Regions from separate parts of the Sus scrofa genome. Here region 1 is linked to region 2. A link is a contact called in public HiChIP or PLAC-seq data. All regions are on one chromosome and are shown on one strand. The core of a region is the stretch at or near the end of the contact, and the rest is flanking DNA. Distances in the headings are between cores, read along the strand shown.

Region 1 (4,046 bases), core at 872-3,371, 41 kb after region 2:
CAAATGCTAACAAGAATGTAAATTGATACAATTTTTAGAATATTTTAAACACACAGTAAAAGTGACAAATATTTTATGGCTTTGGGGAGCTACTGTGTTTTCAATTTTGGTTCCTGATTATTCACTGATAGTATATAGAAATATGATTGATTTTTGTGTGTTGACTTTGTATCCTTGCTAAATTCACTTATAAACTTATAAATAAGGTTAGTGTTTGTTACTATTGTTGAATCTTTGGTTTTTTGTTTTGTTTTGTTTTTTTTCTTATTAGGGCGGAACCCACGGCATTTGGAGATTCCCAGGCTAGGGGCTGAATCAGAGCTGTAGCTGCCAGTCTATGCCACATCCACACAGGATCCGAGCCGCGTCTGTGACCTACACCAGAGCTCATAGCAACATCAGATCCTTAAACCAGAACCCACTGATCGAGGCCAGGGGTCAAACCTGAAACCTCATGGTTCCTAGTGGGATTCATTTCCACTGAGCCACGGGAACTCCAAATCTTTGGGATTTTTAAAATGTAGACAATGATGTTTTCTGTGAATATAAGGACAGTTTTCTTTCCAGTCTGTATGTTCTAAAATTTTCTTTTTCTTGCCTCATTGAACTGGCTAGAACTTTGAGTATAATGTTAAATAGGAGCAGTGAGAGTGAACATTCTTGCCTTGTTCCTTGATCGTAGAGAGAGAAAGCAGTCTTTCTCCACAGAGTATGATGTTAGGAGTAGGATTCTACAGGCGCCCTTACCATACTAAAAAAACTTCCCTTCTATTCCTAGTTTTCTGAGGTTTGTTTTTGTTTTAAATTCTGTTGAATGTTTTCAAATGTTTCTTGTATCAATTGATATGATCATGTGATTTTACTTTTTAGAAATGTTAATAGTTTCTCAAATTGATTTTCAAATATTGAAACAGCTTTGCATTCCAGGTTTAAATTCTACTTGATAATTATACATCAATCTTTTATGTATTGATGGATCTGGTTTGCTAATAATTTGTTGCAGATCTTTGTATCTGCATTCATGACGGACATTGGTCTGTAATTTTCTTTTGTTGTACTATCTTTCTCTGATTTTTGTCTGGATATATTTTTTGGGAGGGCAATTTGTCACTGTAACAAACGTCTTAGAAATGTGTGTGTCTGTGATGATCACTGTACAACTGTAAATGTAATAAAATTCATTAATTAAAAAAAGAAATGTGTGTGCCTAAGGATTCTACTTCTAAGAATTTAAGGAAATAACTGGCGATTCTCATTATACACAGACTTTAGGTTGGGATACACCTGGATTTAAATACGAACACATTCTCTTACTAATCACTTAAATTCTGTGGGTCTGTTCCTAACCTGTAAAATGAGGATAAGAGGACCTACCTCACAGAGAGGCATTAGATGAGACAATTCACAGTGTCCAACATCTAACTAGCTTTAGAGCCACCTAGTAAATAGTGGCTCTTGGTGTTATGTTATACCCTCCAGCCTCTGTAGTCTGTCCAGACAGAAGGACATTATTTTTGTTCCCAAATTGGCTCCCACTTTGAATCTTCTTATTGGTGGGTATTCGATCTCCTCATCCCTAATTACTGCCTTGTATAAGGCGCGCTTGACGTTTGGAATGCACAGGCAATAGATTCAGGGAGCTGAATCTATTCAAGAGACACAGGGGCGAAGGAACCAGTATCATGTCATACATACAACAGCATTATAATGGAGCGTCTGCCCGAGGGGAAGAGAGCCCTGGACGCGCCTCTGAGCGTCTGTGTCAGGAGGCTGGGAGGTCGCTGGAGCTGAGGGAGCGGAAAAGAGGGCGGCAACTTTTCCAGAGTAGCCTCGGGTCGTGGTGCTGGACGCACAGACTGGCTGTTTCCACAGCAACGGGACTAGCTACCCTCTCGGGAGGCCTCACGGGTCAGCCTTGCTCAGCGTCTAAGGAACCGGGAAAAGCCACTTCCGTTCCTTCAACCTCCCAAGAGCGCGGACGCTTGGCTGTAACCGAATAAATCAAGCTCCAAGTCTCTGATTGGCTCAGGCAGGTGAAGTGGGCGGAGGTGGCAGCGAGGGGCGTGGTCCTGCAGTCTCCCACGCCAGAGTTAGTCCCTCAAAGCGGAAGTCGACCTCTTCTGCCCCGGAAGTGCAAGTTCGGAGGTCTTGCAGGTGGGGATTCCGCCGGCAAGGCGGCTGCTTTCGAGATGCCAGGGGCTGCCGCCAAGAGCTCGGAGTTGTCCGAGAGGATCGAGAGTTTCGTGGAGGCACTGAAACGGGGCAGCGGGCGGCACAGCTCTGAGGACATGGCCCGGGAGACCCTGGGACTGCTGCGCCGGATCATCACGGACTACCGCTGGAGCAACGCAGGTGAGGCAGACCTAGCTCCATCGCCTCCCTCGCACCTTTCTGTTCCCGATCCCCCGGCGGAAGGTCTCCTTGGTCCCACCACATGCTTGCCTCGTTCACCCTCTCTCTTTGGACTGCAGGGGAGCTGATGGAACTGATCCGCAGAGAAGGCCGGAGGATGACGGCCGCGCAGCCCTCAGAGACCACCGTGGGCAACATGGTGCGGAGAGTGCTCAGGATCATCCGGGAGGAGTATGGCAGGTCAGGCCCGCGTCCTGGGCTGGGGTTGGTCCCAGTAACGCTTTTTGCACGGGCCCCTCTCCTTGCTTGGAGCCTTTGTTGGAGCGGAGCAGCTGTTGTTACCTAAACGATCACACCTCTTCCCCACCTTCCTCTTTGGGTCTTGTTGCCTCCATAGACTCCATGGACGCAGCGACGAAAGAGATCAGCAGGAGTCCCTGCACAAACTCTTGACGTCCGGGGGCCTGAGCGAGGATTTCCGCTCTCATTATGCTGAACTCCAGTCCAACATCATTGAGGCAATTAATGAGCTGCTTGTGGAACTGGGTGAGTCCTGATCCCTACATGGACAGGACAGGTTGCAGACAAATGAGGGAACAAAAGACCCCGGAAGCTGTTCATCAGCAGAGGTGGGAGATAACCAGTCTTCTGATTCTCAGAAGTTTGCTCTCATCCTGGTTAGGAAGGGTTGGAGCTGGTGGCAGGACTGAGATAACCTTTTATACACTTCCTTACCATCTAACCCTTTATTGGCTGCAAATCCACTGTAGCAGAGACTCAATTTGGGAAGAGCTTTATTTTTATTTTAAAGAAAATGAACCCCCTAAAACCACAGTTGATAGACCCTCCTTCACTAAACGTGCTCTTGAATTTTTACACGTATACACATACATACAGGCCACCTCCATCCCCCTGTTTTCGCGACCCAGGATAACTGCAGATATTCATTACAATCAGCGTTCCCAGGGGAGGACCGAGCCGGGTCTGTTTGTGCATTGAGCTGCTGCTTCCAAATTCCTCTCCTGTTTTTCTTCTGTGGCTTTCCTTTCAGGTGGGCCATCTTTTGGAGGAGGAGTTCTTTTGGGGGGAAGCTCTATTCACTCTCAGCACTTCAGAATTTCCAATTAGGACCATTTCTTGCCTAAATACATCCTCTTCAAAGTCAGTTGCAAAGAAAGGGCTGGTGTTAGGGTGAGGCAGGAGTGAGGGGAGTAAGTGGTTGAGTAGGAGGACTGCCCGGCAAGACAAAAGGCTGAGCCCTTAGGAGGCAGAAGATCCTGAAGATCGGGGCTTTTAAGAAAGTGTGACATTTCGTATTAAGTCCATCGACCTTGTGTTCCCAGGGTCTGCTCGGTGGGAAATCTATGAAGGGCACACATCCCTGTGTTCTGTCATGTCTGTCCATGTTGTAGCAAGGCAGTCTCATATTTTCCTTGCAAAACTGGCTTCTTGCAGAAGGGACAACCGAGAACATTGCAGCCCAGGCCCTGGAACACATCCACTCCAATGAGGTGATCATGACCATTGGCTTCTCCCGAACAGTAGAGGCCTTCCTCAAAGAGGCAGCCCGAAAGAGGAAATTCCATGTCATTGTGGCAGAGTGTGCTCCTTTCTGTCAGGTATGGGGACTGCTGGAGTTGCTAAGAAAAATGTAAAATAAGGAGGGAATAAAGGAGGGGCCGGTGGGCTTTGAA
Region 2 (3,959 bases), core at 748-3,247:
CACATTACATGCTGGGAAGGGGCTCTGAGCCAACCTGACGAGCCCTGGGTACATGAGGCCCAGCCCTGCTGTGCCCGGTGACCCTGGCCCAGGACTATACCTCTCTAAGCCTCTGGGTCTCAATGTGGGACCAGCTTTGTCTGAGTTCCAGGGCATCAGCCAGCTTGCCGACTTTCCCCAGCTTGACATCAGGCTGCACGCACCCTTCATGCCATCCTTTCCAAGCCTCTGCAGAGGCCTGGGGGATGAGGGCCCTGTGAGCTTGTGTACCAACCACTCCCCCCCATGCACCTTCCACCCCAGCAGGCTTACCTTCCACCTCCGATGAGCTGTTCCCAGCAGACAAGGCCCACTGCTGCGGACAGAAAGGTGCAGAGATGAGGGGACCACCTTGGCTGCACACTGGGGCCCAGTGGAAGAGCATAGAGGCTCCTCTGTGCCGCTTCCCACCCGCTGCCCCCACTCTCCATCCCATCTCGGAGCTGGCTCCTCCGGGTGGGTCCTACCGCTGTCTCTGGCCTCAGTTTCCTCATCTGCAAAGGCTAGGAGGCCGGAAGCTTTTGGAGACACTTTGCCTGCTGTGTCCCAAAGATCTCGGGATTCTTTGGGGTCTCCCTTCTACCCCGCCCCCAGGCAGCCCTGCTGGGCCCTGTGCAGCCTGCCTTGGCTGGGTGCCAGAGCCCAGGGGGCGGTGATCAGCTGGTGGGAGCCGAGGCGCTGGAGCCGGTGGCGCCATGAGCCAGTGTGCCGGTAAAGTTACACCTCTGACCAGCCCTGCAGCAGGCAGGCGGGAGGCGGTGGTAGGGCTCTTCCGCCCCCGAGGGACAGCCCGGCCCACCCACTTCTGGGCTGGGGCTGGGGACTCCCAGGGCAGCAGGACATCACAGTGGGAAGGGAGCTCATTGGCTTTGTCAGGATTTCACTGCCCAAGCTGGCTCATGGCCAGACTCACCCAGCTCCTGGGAAAAGGGCCCTGCTCACTTCCCCAGGCCCTGCACTCAGGACCTCCGGCTGCCCACCCGGGAAAGAGGGCACAGTGGGACCCTTGTCTCGCCCCCAGCCCACCCAGGAGTCCTGGGCTCAACCCAGAGCCCTGGTGGGGCAGGGCCCAGCTTTCCCACCACTGGCCTCTTCAGTCAGCTTCCTCTCCATCAGGCCAGGTCAGAGGTCCTGGGGGCGCCTGCCTGGTCATGGGGCCTCGACCCTGACCACAAGGCCAGGGACCCGCCTGGGATTAGTGGAGAGATGCTTTTAGCAAAGCCACCAGGGCTCCAGGGGCCAGACAGGAAACCTCCCTCCCTTCCCTGTGGCTTCCCTGCCCCCGCCAAGACAGACCCCAAAGCTGGAGTCTGAGACAGCGCAGCCTGAGGTCTCTTCCCAGGGGACACGGTCCAGCCTGGCTCCTAGGAAGGGTATGGACATCCCTGGAGGTGCCGCTCCCGGGAGAGGGTCTGCGATTTCAGAGTCCCCTGTTCCCAGTACTGGGAGTGGGAAGATCAGGGAAGCCAGGCTGGGGATGGGGGTCTTACCTGGGGGGGCACAGCCGGCAGTGCCAGCCCAGCCAGAAGCTGCAGGAAGCAAGTGAAGAGCCTCATGGCAGGCATCTGCTCAGACGTACCAAGCCAGGGGGCTCCAAGGGAAAACCACCATGCTCTTCCCCCCGGGGAGGCCCCCGGCCCAAGAGGACAGGAGCTGAATGGGGGGCTGGGTGCCCCCTCACTGCTGCCCCGAGGTCCCCGTCGGTGGGCTGAGCATCCTCTGGAAGCCCTGAGGATTCTGGAGCCCGTAGGTAAGGCTGCGGCTGGGGAACCTGACGCGGAGCGCCGGGCAAGGCCGGGCGGTGTGGGGCAGGCGAGTCCCTGGGGAGGGTCCGTCGGGCGCCCAGCGCGACCCCAGATCCTCTCGTAGCTGGCCCGCGAAGATGCAGTTTCCTCCTCAGACAGCAGCTCCCTTCTGGGACTGAAGCTTGTCGGCGGCTGGGTTTCAGGGGCCGCGAATGGGGCGGGGCTGCAGGCCCGCCCCGCCCACCGCCCAGACCCAAGTCCCTGGGAGCCGCCGAACGGAGCGCCGAGCGGAGCCTGCGGGCTGCCGCCGGGCGGGGAGAACCTGAGCGCGGCCGGCCCGCAGTGCGTGGAAGGGGCGCTCCCGACGCGGACCTCCTGGCTGCCGGAGCCTGCTGCCCGGGGCGCCGGCTGACCCGGGCAGCACCCAGTGCGGGCCGCGGAGAGGGCTCCGCGGCTCCGCTCCCGCGCTTCCAGGCCGGCCACCTTGCATGGGGGGCAGCCAGGTGTGGAGCCCACGCCTGCCAACAGGGCTCCTGACGTTAGCGGATTCTGCGGAGACTGCAGACCCAGCCTCCCCAGGGCAGCAGCGATTTGGTCTGGCCCTTCCCGTGCCACCTTATGCCATCCCCATAATCCTCAAGGGCGAAAGAATTAGAAACCCTATTTTACAGATGAAGAAACTGACGTTCTGAGAGGGCCTCTGCCTGGTGCACATTTATGTGTACTCTTGAAAAGTGTGTGTGTGTGTGTGCGCACGTGTGTGTGACTAATGGAGACAAAACCCAAGGCATGTGGCTGTCTCTTCAGCCCATCCACCATCCTCCTAGCCGTGCACTTGGACCGCCCGCAGCCCAGCTGCGGGCACCTGGCGGAGGCTTCGGCACCATTTCCTCTTGTGGGAAGCCAGTTTCCCAGGCCCTGCCTGCAAGCCTGCCACATGTGGGTTGGAGTGTGGCCTAGAGCAGCATTTCCTCCTGGTCCCAGGAGGAGGAGGAAGTGCTCCAAGGCTGCGGGGTCTGCCGACAGGGGTCTGGGTGCGCGAACGCGCGTCTCTGTGCATGTGTGAGGGCATTGATGTGTAGCCGTGGCGATCCATGCGTGCTGTCCGCCTCTGTGTTGTCTGAGTGTCTGTGTGCCTCTGCTGTGTGTGCAAATGTCGCCTGTGTGAGGGTCTTGGTATCTCTGTATGCCTGTGTGATTACATATGTATGTGTCCGCTTTTTTCTGCTGTGTTTGGAAGTGTGTCTGAATGTGCATTTCGGTGGGCCGGTGAGTTTGTATGCCTGCCTGTGCCTTTGTGTGTGTCTTTGTGTGTGAGTAGCTCAGCCGGCTTCTGTGTGTGCCTGCACATCTCTCCGTGTATTCGTGTGTGCCTTCCATGATCCTGGAGCGTCATTCATCCCCATCACCACCCCCTCGCCACAGTTTTCTGGCTACAAGAACCTGGCAGGATTCCGGGTCATGGGTTGGCCTGGGCCTGGGGCTGGTGGGTGGCTCTGGGAGAGGAGGGAGGCCTGAGAGGCAGTCCCTACAGCTCACATTCCAGCCAGGAAAACGGAGGCCAGGGCAGCCCCGGCTCTCACCCCAGTGACCTCTGAGTCTGCTGCCTGCCCGCCCACCCACGCGGGGCTGCTGGGCTGCCGGAGGCACTGCCTCCTGCCTGGCGGGCCCCAAGCCCGGAGGTCCAGCAGCCCGGAGCCAGTCACCAGCCAGCTAAGTGGGGGTACAAAGAACTTTCTGACAAGCTCCAGCATGCTAGGGCTCAGGGAACAGACAGATTCCTTCCTGGGCCCAAGGTCTTGGTGGAGGATATCTGGGCATCACTGTGCACGTGTATGGGGGTGAGTAGGTGTGTGTTTGTGCATATCTGGACCAGGGATGCTTGCCCGCAATATCTGCATATACATATGCAAGTGTTTTGGTGTGTCTTTCTTTTGGATTTGGATTTGTGAATGTGGGCATGGGTGTGTTTTGTGCATGCGTGTGTGTATTTAGGGATCTGTATTGCATATGCTTGTCTATGACTCAGTGCTTTGAGCACCTCTGCTGGGCACCTTTGCCTATAACTGTGCATGTATAAGAGTGCTGAACTGTGCACGTGTGTGTGTGTATGTGTGTGTGTGTGTGTGTGTGTGTTTGTATTCATTCATTTGCTCTTTCATTCAGCTTGTATTG

What was found. HiChIP or PLAC-seq counts read pairs in DNA pulled down with a chosen protein or histone mark.
Region 1: a contact with region 2 is called in an H3K27ac HiChIP or PLAC-seq map of skeletal muscle. The contact joins the promoter of EIF2B2 here to the promoter of PGF in region 2. A contact is called at or near these places in 9 of 47 Hi-C or Micro-C datasets (embryonic fibroblasts, epiblast stem cells, fetal skeletal muscle and 4 more) and 1 of 2 datasets of contacts at active chromatin or transcription factors (skeletal muscle).

The regions. Positions count from the first base shown.
Region 1 is chr7:98,201,731-98,205,776 of Sscrofa11.1, forward strand. EIF2B2 (translation initiation factor eIF-2B subunit beta) reads left to right here and starts at 2,122. Exons shown (of 8, transcript XM_021099531.1): 1 at 2,122-2,352; 2 at 2,472-2,592; 3 at 2,750-2,898; 4 at 3,808-3,971. The coding sequence starts at 2,190.
Region 2 is chr7:98,160,787-98,164,745 of Sscrofa11.1, forward strand. It overlaps PGF (placenta growth factor), which reads right to left and starts at 1,998. Exons shown (of 6, transcript XM_003356751.4): 1 at 1,530-1,998; 2 at 313-355. The coding sequence starts at 1,604.